Regions from separate parts of the Anas platyrhynchos genome. Here region 1 is linked to region 2. Evidence: chromatin contacts called from public Hi-C data. All regions are on one chromosome and are shown on one strand. The core of a region is the stretch at or near the end of the contact, and the rest is flanking DNA. Distances in the headings are between cores, read along the strand shown. Region 1 holds the start of EXTL2 (exostosin like glycosyltransferase 2). Region 2 holds the start of RTCA (RNA 3'-terminal phosphate cyclase).

The links. A called contact is a pair of places that touch in the nucleus more often than the background predicts.
Region 1: a contact with region 2 is called in a Hi-C map of subcutaneous adipose tissue, with 1.9 times the contacts expected there. The contact joins the promoter of EXTL2 here to the promoter of RTCA in region 2. A contact is called at or near these places in 3 of 8 Hi-C or Micro-C datasets (liver, small yellow follicle and subcutaneous adipose tissue).

Annotation. Positions count from the first base shown.
Region 1 is chr8:10,810,187-10,813,929 of IASCAAS_PekinDuck_T2T, reverse strand. It overlaps EXTL2 (exostosin like glycosyltransferase 2), which reads left to right and starts at 1,357. Exons shown (of 5, transcript XM_005018760.6): 1 at 1,357-1,560; 2 at 2,520-2,590. The coding sequence starts at 2,586. SLC30A7 (solute carrier family 30 member 7) reads right to left here and starts at 1,353. Exons shown (of 11, transcript XM_027462589.3): 1 at 1,176-1,353; 2 at 984-1,085. The coding sequence starts at 1,255.
Region 2 is chr8:10,658,744-10,662,711 of IASCAAS_PekinDuck_T2T, reverse strand. It overlaps RTCA (RNA 3'-terminal phosphate cyclase), which reads right to left and starts at 1,502. Exons shown (of 11, transcript XM_027463041.3): 1 at 1,200-1,502; 2 at 975-1,075. The coding sequence starts at 1,244. DBT (dihydrolipoamide branched chain transacylase E2) reads left to right here and starts at 1,557. Exons shown (of 12, transcript XM_072042079.1): 1 at 1,557-1,870.

The DNA of each region.
Region 1 (3,743 bases), core at 108-2,607, 150 kb before region 2:
ATCATTCCTCCTCGCACTAACAAAAAATTATTATGCTTAAAACAAACCAAATACATATGAACATACAGTTGTCTATACCTGAACCATTTAGAAAAAAATCTTCCCATCTCCTGAGCTTTTCAGAAAAATACTCTTACTCAGACTACGCATACAATAGTCCACACACAATTTGCAGAAGTTTACCAACAAAGTCAAACCTTGAAGAAGAACATCTGAGACAGTCTGCAGAGTGCCAAGAGAGTCTGTGCTGCAGACAGCACTGGGTTCTCACTAGCATTACAGTAGCTGTTACTGTAAACAGTGTTAAAGACTTGATTGTACCATTTGAGAGAATTAGAAAAGTATGGTAAGTAGTAGGATGCAACTGTTTCCAAACAGACATTGCTCATTAGGACTTTTAATCAAGTGTCTGAGTAATCTGTGCCCATACTACAGCTTTTGATAAGGATCTCTGGTTCCACGCACAAGGACAAATTGCTGGGCTTAAGACATTCCCATGGCAGTCAACTGATGTGTGTATGGACTCATAAATGTCACCATAGAATAACACCTCTGTTGAGAGCAAAGCACGTGATGAAGATGCCACGTTACCTGTTCTCTACCTGTAACCCCACACAGCAGTTCCTTCACGTGTCCCGGTTATGTTTTACTACAGATTTTTTCAGCAGCAGTTTAACCAAGTCCCTCCATCTTTTACACCTCTGCGGATTTATGCTGCTTTTCTACACCTGGAGGCTTTCATTCCCGTTTCTCTCAGAGCCGGGACAGTCGGCGCAGTGCCGGTTATGCCACCCAGCACTTACAAGCTGCCATCCCCAAAGGATCCCTGTGGCAAGCGGGCAGAGCCCCCGGGGCTCCCTGCGAGGCCGGGCGCCTGTGGAGCCGCCAACCCCGCCGGGGGCTCTGGCGGAGCGGAGCCGAGCCCAGGCCCGGCCCGGCCGGCAGCAGACGTGGCAGCCTCCCTCCCCCCCCCCCGGCGGTACCTGTTGCTCCAGATGCCGTAGAGCAGCTCCACGAAGGCGAAGGAGAGGTTGAGGCAGAGGAAGAAGAAGAGGTTGCGGGAGGTCCTGTCGGCCAGGATGGACCTGCGCGGGGACACGCGGCGCGTCAGGGCGGGGGCCTCGGCCACAGCCCCGGCCTCACCCCCCCCCCCCCCCCACCTCCCCGGCCCTCACCTGAACCAGCCCGACGCCTTCCGCAGCAGGTTGAGGCGCGGCGGCTTGTACTCGTCGTCCTTGATGGAGAGGGGCAGCATGGTGCGGGGCGGTGCGGGCCGGGCACGGCGGGGCCGGGAGGGGGCCGGCGGGGCCCGGCAGCGCGGCGCAGCGCTCCCCGCCCCTCCCCAGCCCCGCTTCCGGCCCCACCGCGCCTGCGCACCCCGCGCGCTGCCGGGGCTGGCGCCGCGGCCCGGGCCCTGCAGCGGGGCCTGGCGGGACGCAGCCGGGGGGGGCCGGCCCCCTGTCAGGGTCATTTCTGTTCAAACAGCAGGGTGGAAGCGCCGCGCCTCGGCTCACCGTTCTTATTTCCCTCCGTCTGGGTCTGAAGAGGTGCTCGCTGCAGGTGGGGTATGTTTGCGGGCAGCGGCACGCTGCAGGTTCGTAACTTGGTTGGTAAAAGCGGCGGGACTGTCACGGCTGGGTGGCAGCTGGGGGAAGAGCGGTTGAGGCGCACCTTTATGTGAGGCGCACCTTTATGTGAGGCTCACCTTTCTGTGAGGCTCACCTTTATACGAGGCTCACCTTTACAAAATCACGTATGACCAAGCAGATACGGCCAAGATATGCTGGAGTTAAGAAGTGCTGAGCAGCTCCTGCTGCTCGTCCATCCTCTTTACCAGTCAGGCATGACCTGAAATGAAGCAACCAAAACCAGTGATTAATTTCTGGAAACAGCTTCAGTGACTTCGCTAGCATCACAAAATAAGTCAGGGATAAAACTGGGACTCAGACTTACGCAGCTTGCTTAGGTTGCTGTCCTGCATCTTGTGCATGCTTCCTTTTTGTGCTTACACTTGTATTTGCCTTCCCTTCTCTACCTGACAGACCAGGTAGTTCAAAAACACCAGATGTGCCTCTGATGCAATTGGTAAGCTGTGTGAAGGAAAGCTTGAAGGGGATGAGCCAGAACAGATCTGTTAGCAGGACTACTTGCTTGACTATGGTAGCCAAATGATGCATTTTAGTGGTGATTGGTAAACTTTGTAATGGAGCGTGAGGTTCTGGAGATCTGCTTGCATCTCTGCCTGACCCTAAGGACAGAATACAGAGATGTTGCCGTAGTGGGGGGGAGTGCTGTGTTTTCTTTCTAAGCAATTGGTTTAATGTAATAATTTGTTCCTGGAGATTTCATTGAAAGGCGGAGATAATTACTCAGCGAGCAATAGCAAAAGGGATTGGATAATTGCCAAGAATGTGCACATAAATTGGTAATCAACAGGAACGGTAATTTACAGAAAGATGGTGGTAGCATGTGGGCTAACTGTTGATCTTCAGTTATAGACTCCTTTTACTCTCCATCAGATTCAAGGATCACAAACGACTGTCCTGTAAAAACAACAGGGGAGAAAACAATCTTACCTGGCAACAATGAGGTAAGTTGAAGGGTTTTCTAGACTACGTAATTTATATTCGTATCTTCAAGCACAATATATGAGCTTTGGGGGGTTGGAAAAATCAAAGCTTCTGTGAAAAAACAGTCTGTCAAAAATTTTAATTGATAAGACTGTCCTGCATCATTCAATTTAACCGGAGTTTCCAGCTGAAAGCCTGGAACATACTAATGGAGTAACACCTGATATTTGTAGTTGAATAACTACTTAGCAGTAAGCTTAGATTCTTTATCTTTTATCCAGTGCATACCCATCTTGCTAGTAGAGAGAAGGAACAGGTGTGGATCACACATCATTTGAAGTGCAGCCCATGGAATGCAGCGATCAGTAGATCTCGCTGACATTACAATTTATAAAGGTCTGGAGAATTGGGAATACTGCTCAAGAGGTGAAAATCAAGGCTGCCTTTGTAGGAGCTGCTTTGTAAGAGCTCCCACTTAGTTCCAAAAGCAGGAGGATCCAGAAACCCCTGCCTTATATTAGGCTGACCCCCGCACCCCAACCCTGCAGTTAGCTAACACACAGCACCTAGCCTCTGACGCCTCCAGTTTCTGCTGGATTCTGGATTTCAGAACAGCTGCTTCTGATGTTCCCACATCCCTACACTGCTTCATCTGGCACGATTCTTTTGCCCTACCTGTACGACAGCTTCAGTTAGTATCATCAGAACCGTATTTTCTGCAGTCTGTGTACTGGAGGAGGCACCTTCTCTCCCTTTTGTTTCACAACTAAGGCAAGGCTCCTGCAGTGCTGGAAGTACAAATTTGTTTTCTAATTTTACCTGGATGAATTTGGTGTGTAAATGCTCACTCAGAAACACTGTACTGAGAAAATAAGAGATGGTAACAATATAGAGTTAAAAAATTAACCTAAGTTAATTTTTGGAAAATGAGGAAATTTAGAGTTAACCCAAAAAAAGCAGAGGTGAAAAGCATGTCAACGTCAGAAACCGGGTACCAGAAATATCTGCCGTGATAGCTGAAATTAATTGCCTCAGGTCTTAAAATCCTCCTTACGTATTCACTCATTTATTTACTTAAACAAAAGTTTATTTAATGCTATGGGAGTTTTGCGCAAGCAAGGGAGGCAGCTGTACATGGGATTAATAACTTTTCCTTTCCTGTTACTTGTTTTA
Region 2 (3,968 bases), core at 253-2,752:
GACTGTCAAGCCCCTCTTAATATATGAATTTCCTTACATGAAAACCATTGGGAAATACAGCAAAACCCCCTGTATGCCATTCTACAGACTACTTTCAAGGCAGTTATGAAACAGTAGCATGGATAAGCGAGACTGTTTCAGTTAGCCTAAACTAACTACCTCAAAGCTCATATCTCTCCTGGATATGTTTAAAGACCAATAATCTTTTTTTTTTCTTCTTTTTTTTTTTTAAAAAAAAAAAAAGGCTGAAAAACTACACAACTACACATATATAAAAATGCTAAGGGATCAGTTTCCCTTAGTTATAATTAGAACTCATCCTAAATAAATGATGATTCTGACCTCCGTGTTTGTCTTACAAATGTGATGTTAGTCAAAAAGCACGTCACGAATTAACTGAGTTAATGAAGGAGCACAATTCTAGGCAGAAAAATGCCAATTATTAAATCAAGATGAGAAATGCAAGTAATGTGTCTTTGATGTTTCTGGTAGCGTTCAGAACACAAATGACTGCTCTGGGACACACAGATAGCATAGGAACTGTTTTGTATAGAATATAAAACATTTTGTATGGTGTATATGGTATATATGCTACATACTCAGTGATTAATGTTTCAGTGAGGCATTATACGATTACATTTTGTTTCACACCACGCAGGCTACTTTACCTTTGAAAATATTTTTCAGGCACTTTTAAGGCTGCGCTGCCTGACAGGTGGAGGCAGAGGGAGTGCCCTCACCTCCCCGGGCAGCAAGCCAGGGCCAGGGGGAGGAAGCTGCCTGAGGAAGGAGAGGGCAGAAAGCAAAGCGCAGCCCGGCTCTGCCTGCTCTGACGGGCCTGCTGCCTTCTGGCTTCCCTCCGCACTCGGTCCCTCCACGCCAGCGAGCCACAGGAAGACTTTTTGTTAAAAAATGCCGCTTCAAACACTGCCAGTGCGCGGTTTTTACCCTTGGAAGCGTTTCGGGGCCGTTACCTGAGTCCGGGCTGGCTCCTCCCGGCGCGGATGCGGCGCACGCGGAGCGGCAGGCCCAGCAGGCAGCTCAGCGCCGTGGACACGCGCAGGATCTGCCCGCCCTGTGGGGGGAACGGCGCCGTCAGCGCTGCGGCTCCCGCACCCGCACCCGCACCCGCCGCCCGCGGGCGAGGCGAGGCGAGCGGAGCCCAGCGGAGCCCAGCACGGCCCGGCGCGGATGCTCACCCCCTCCATGATGCCGCCGTCTATCTCCACCCTGTCCCCATCCATGGCTGGCAGCCGCGGGGAGCCGCAGCGAGCCCCGAGGACGGCGAGAGCCCGGCGAAGCAGCACCCACAGCCCGGTGTCGGTGCTGATGCCGGTGCCGGTGCTGATGCCGGTGCCGGTGCCGGGCGGCGGCGCTGGAGCAGGCGCAGAGCGGGCGGGCGGGGGCGGCGCCGCTGCCTGAGGAGCCGCCGCCGGGTCCCAGCGCCCGGGCGGCCGCGTAGCGGGCGGGGACAGCGCCCTGCTGCCCGCCCCAGCCACCCCACCCCGTCCCGTCCCGTCCCGTCCCGTCCCGGTGCAGGGATCGTTGCAGGACACACACACACACACACACACACGGGGCCCCTCGGGGAAGTTTATTCCAGCGGCCGCACCCTGCGCGCTGCCCCCGGGAGCTGGGGGGGCGCCGGGTGGCGGTGGCGCCGCGCCGGCCCCTCAGGGAGCGCAGCCGCTGCCTCAGCCCCTGGCCCCGGCCCCGGCCCCGGCCCCGCCGCGCGGTTGGCTGCGGCTCGCGGGGCTGCGCGCGGGTTGGCTGCCGGGTGGGAGGTGTGCGGGGCGGCGGCCGCGGCTGCCGGGCGAAGATGGCGGCGGTGACCGCGCTGCGGAGCGGCTGCCGGACCGCGGGGCGCCTGGTAAGGGACGGGCCGGGGGCCGCCGCGCCGAGGCCACGCCGCCAGGGGCTGGCGCCTCCCCTCAGCCCCTCGCCTCGGGGGCTCCCCGCGCCTCAGCGCCTGCTGCCGGAGGGACCCCTGCTCCCCCGGCAGGCCGCCCGCAGCCTGCTGGCGCTCGGCGGGCGTCTGGCGACATCCAGGAAAAAAAAGGATGCTTATTGCAATTCTGAAGTGTTGTGTTTGAATATTCTCCTTTTCTTCTTTTGTTTTTGGTTGTCAAGGGGAAGAGAGACAGGTGGTGGTGGTTCGTGGAGGCTGTAAGTTAGTCAGTAAGAAAGGAGCCCGGCGATCTTGGGTTAAATGGTGGAGAAATAACAGTTAGCTGGAGGCCAGGCAGGGTGCCAGGTGAATTATGGCAAGGAGTTATGTCTCTCGGGAATATGCTGGTAAGGCTGTTGGTTTAGCGTGTAGGTAACTTTATACTCGGAAATACAGAAGATGTATGCGAAACACATCCAAGATAATTAGATGGTCAATAAAAATGACTCAATATGACAGCAAGTCCAAAGAGTTCCATAGAGGAATACCCTTTAATAAGAAATAGTTGCCTTTGAGCACAGCACACTCAATATGACTTTGAAATTGAGTGTTACTTCATCAGGTATTCTGTTACCCGCGTGCTGTGTAACAACGCTTTGTTCTGAAGCCAGCAGTAGATTTCTAGGGTTGGAGGTGATTTAGAAAAGCACGGTAGGCTGCTTCTTATGGGAACAGTGCAAATTGAACTAAACGAGGCAAAACAGTTCTTCCCCAAATAGCATACAGCTTGCGTGTTGCCTTGGTTCAAGCCACAAGTCTCAGGTCATCCACAAAACAGTGGCTGATACCTCCTCAATACCAGTGAGAGACTGGAGCAGACCATTAGTCCCTTCTGCTGACGGTAACTCTGCTCCTTGAAAAAATGCCCAGGAAAGTATTGCCTTTAGGTTGTCATACAGCACGATAGTGGTGACGGAAACATAACTGCTAGTACTTTGCTACTTGGGATTTTTTATTATTATTTTATTTTTCCAGATACCAGGATCCATAGGTTATTTAACTTTTTTGTCATTTAGTACTTGCATGAATATGTATGGGTATGCGATGAATGTTAGAACTAATCTTGTCTTTTATATGCTCTTATTATTTCCTTACTTCGCATTATGCAGCAAGTAGTATTAAAGTGATTAAATACTGAATACAAGCATGGTCTTTTTATTTTATGGTATAAAATTGTTTACCTTGTTAGAAAGGAATACTGTTCTATGAAGAGATTGGATACTGTATTATTGCTTTAACATATTAGCACATCAGCTAGATAATGTGCAAAACCTGCAAACCAAAATAATTAAGTTATTTGAAATGCAGCAGTTTTGAATGATTCCTACAGATAGAAATCGAAATAGCATTGAAACTTCTGTAACAAAACCAGTCTGGGTTTTGGCAGAAACATTGCTAATTCGCTACCTGCTTGGTAGTAACTACCTGGTTACCAGATGTTAAAATCACATGGGAAGCATTATGAAACTTCACACTTAGAGACAGTTCAGAGATTTGATGTGCTCCTTGTGATCATCTTCACAGGTAAATACTGAATGGTTGCCATGTAGGTTTATATAAAGATAAAAGTTTTATTGTAAGTTTGGGACAAAAAGATCTTGTTGGACAAAAAAAATGTAACCATGTGGACAGACATACAAAATCAAGAATAGGAGCAAATAGGTTTCTGAAGACAGATTATATACCAATTTTTGAATTGAATTAAAATTTTAAATGTGTTCATACAATAGGATTTGTCAGCACTTACAATTACCATTTGCCTTTTTTTTTTTCAGGGAGAATTATTTGGAGAACTAACAAAAAGGATTTACTGTTTGTTCATGATAGGAGTTAGAAAAATACTCTAGATCAGTAGATGCAATCTTGGTAGCAGGCAGATGCAAAGTAACTCAATGTGACTTTGCTGTGTCCTTTACCAGAGTTTGTATTTTATAAATATTTGTTTCTAAAAGACGATATTAAATGTAACTTGCAATGCTAAATCAAATACTATAGAAAATGTACACTGTCAATTCAGAAT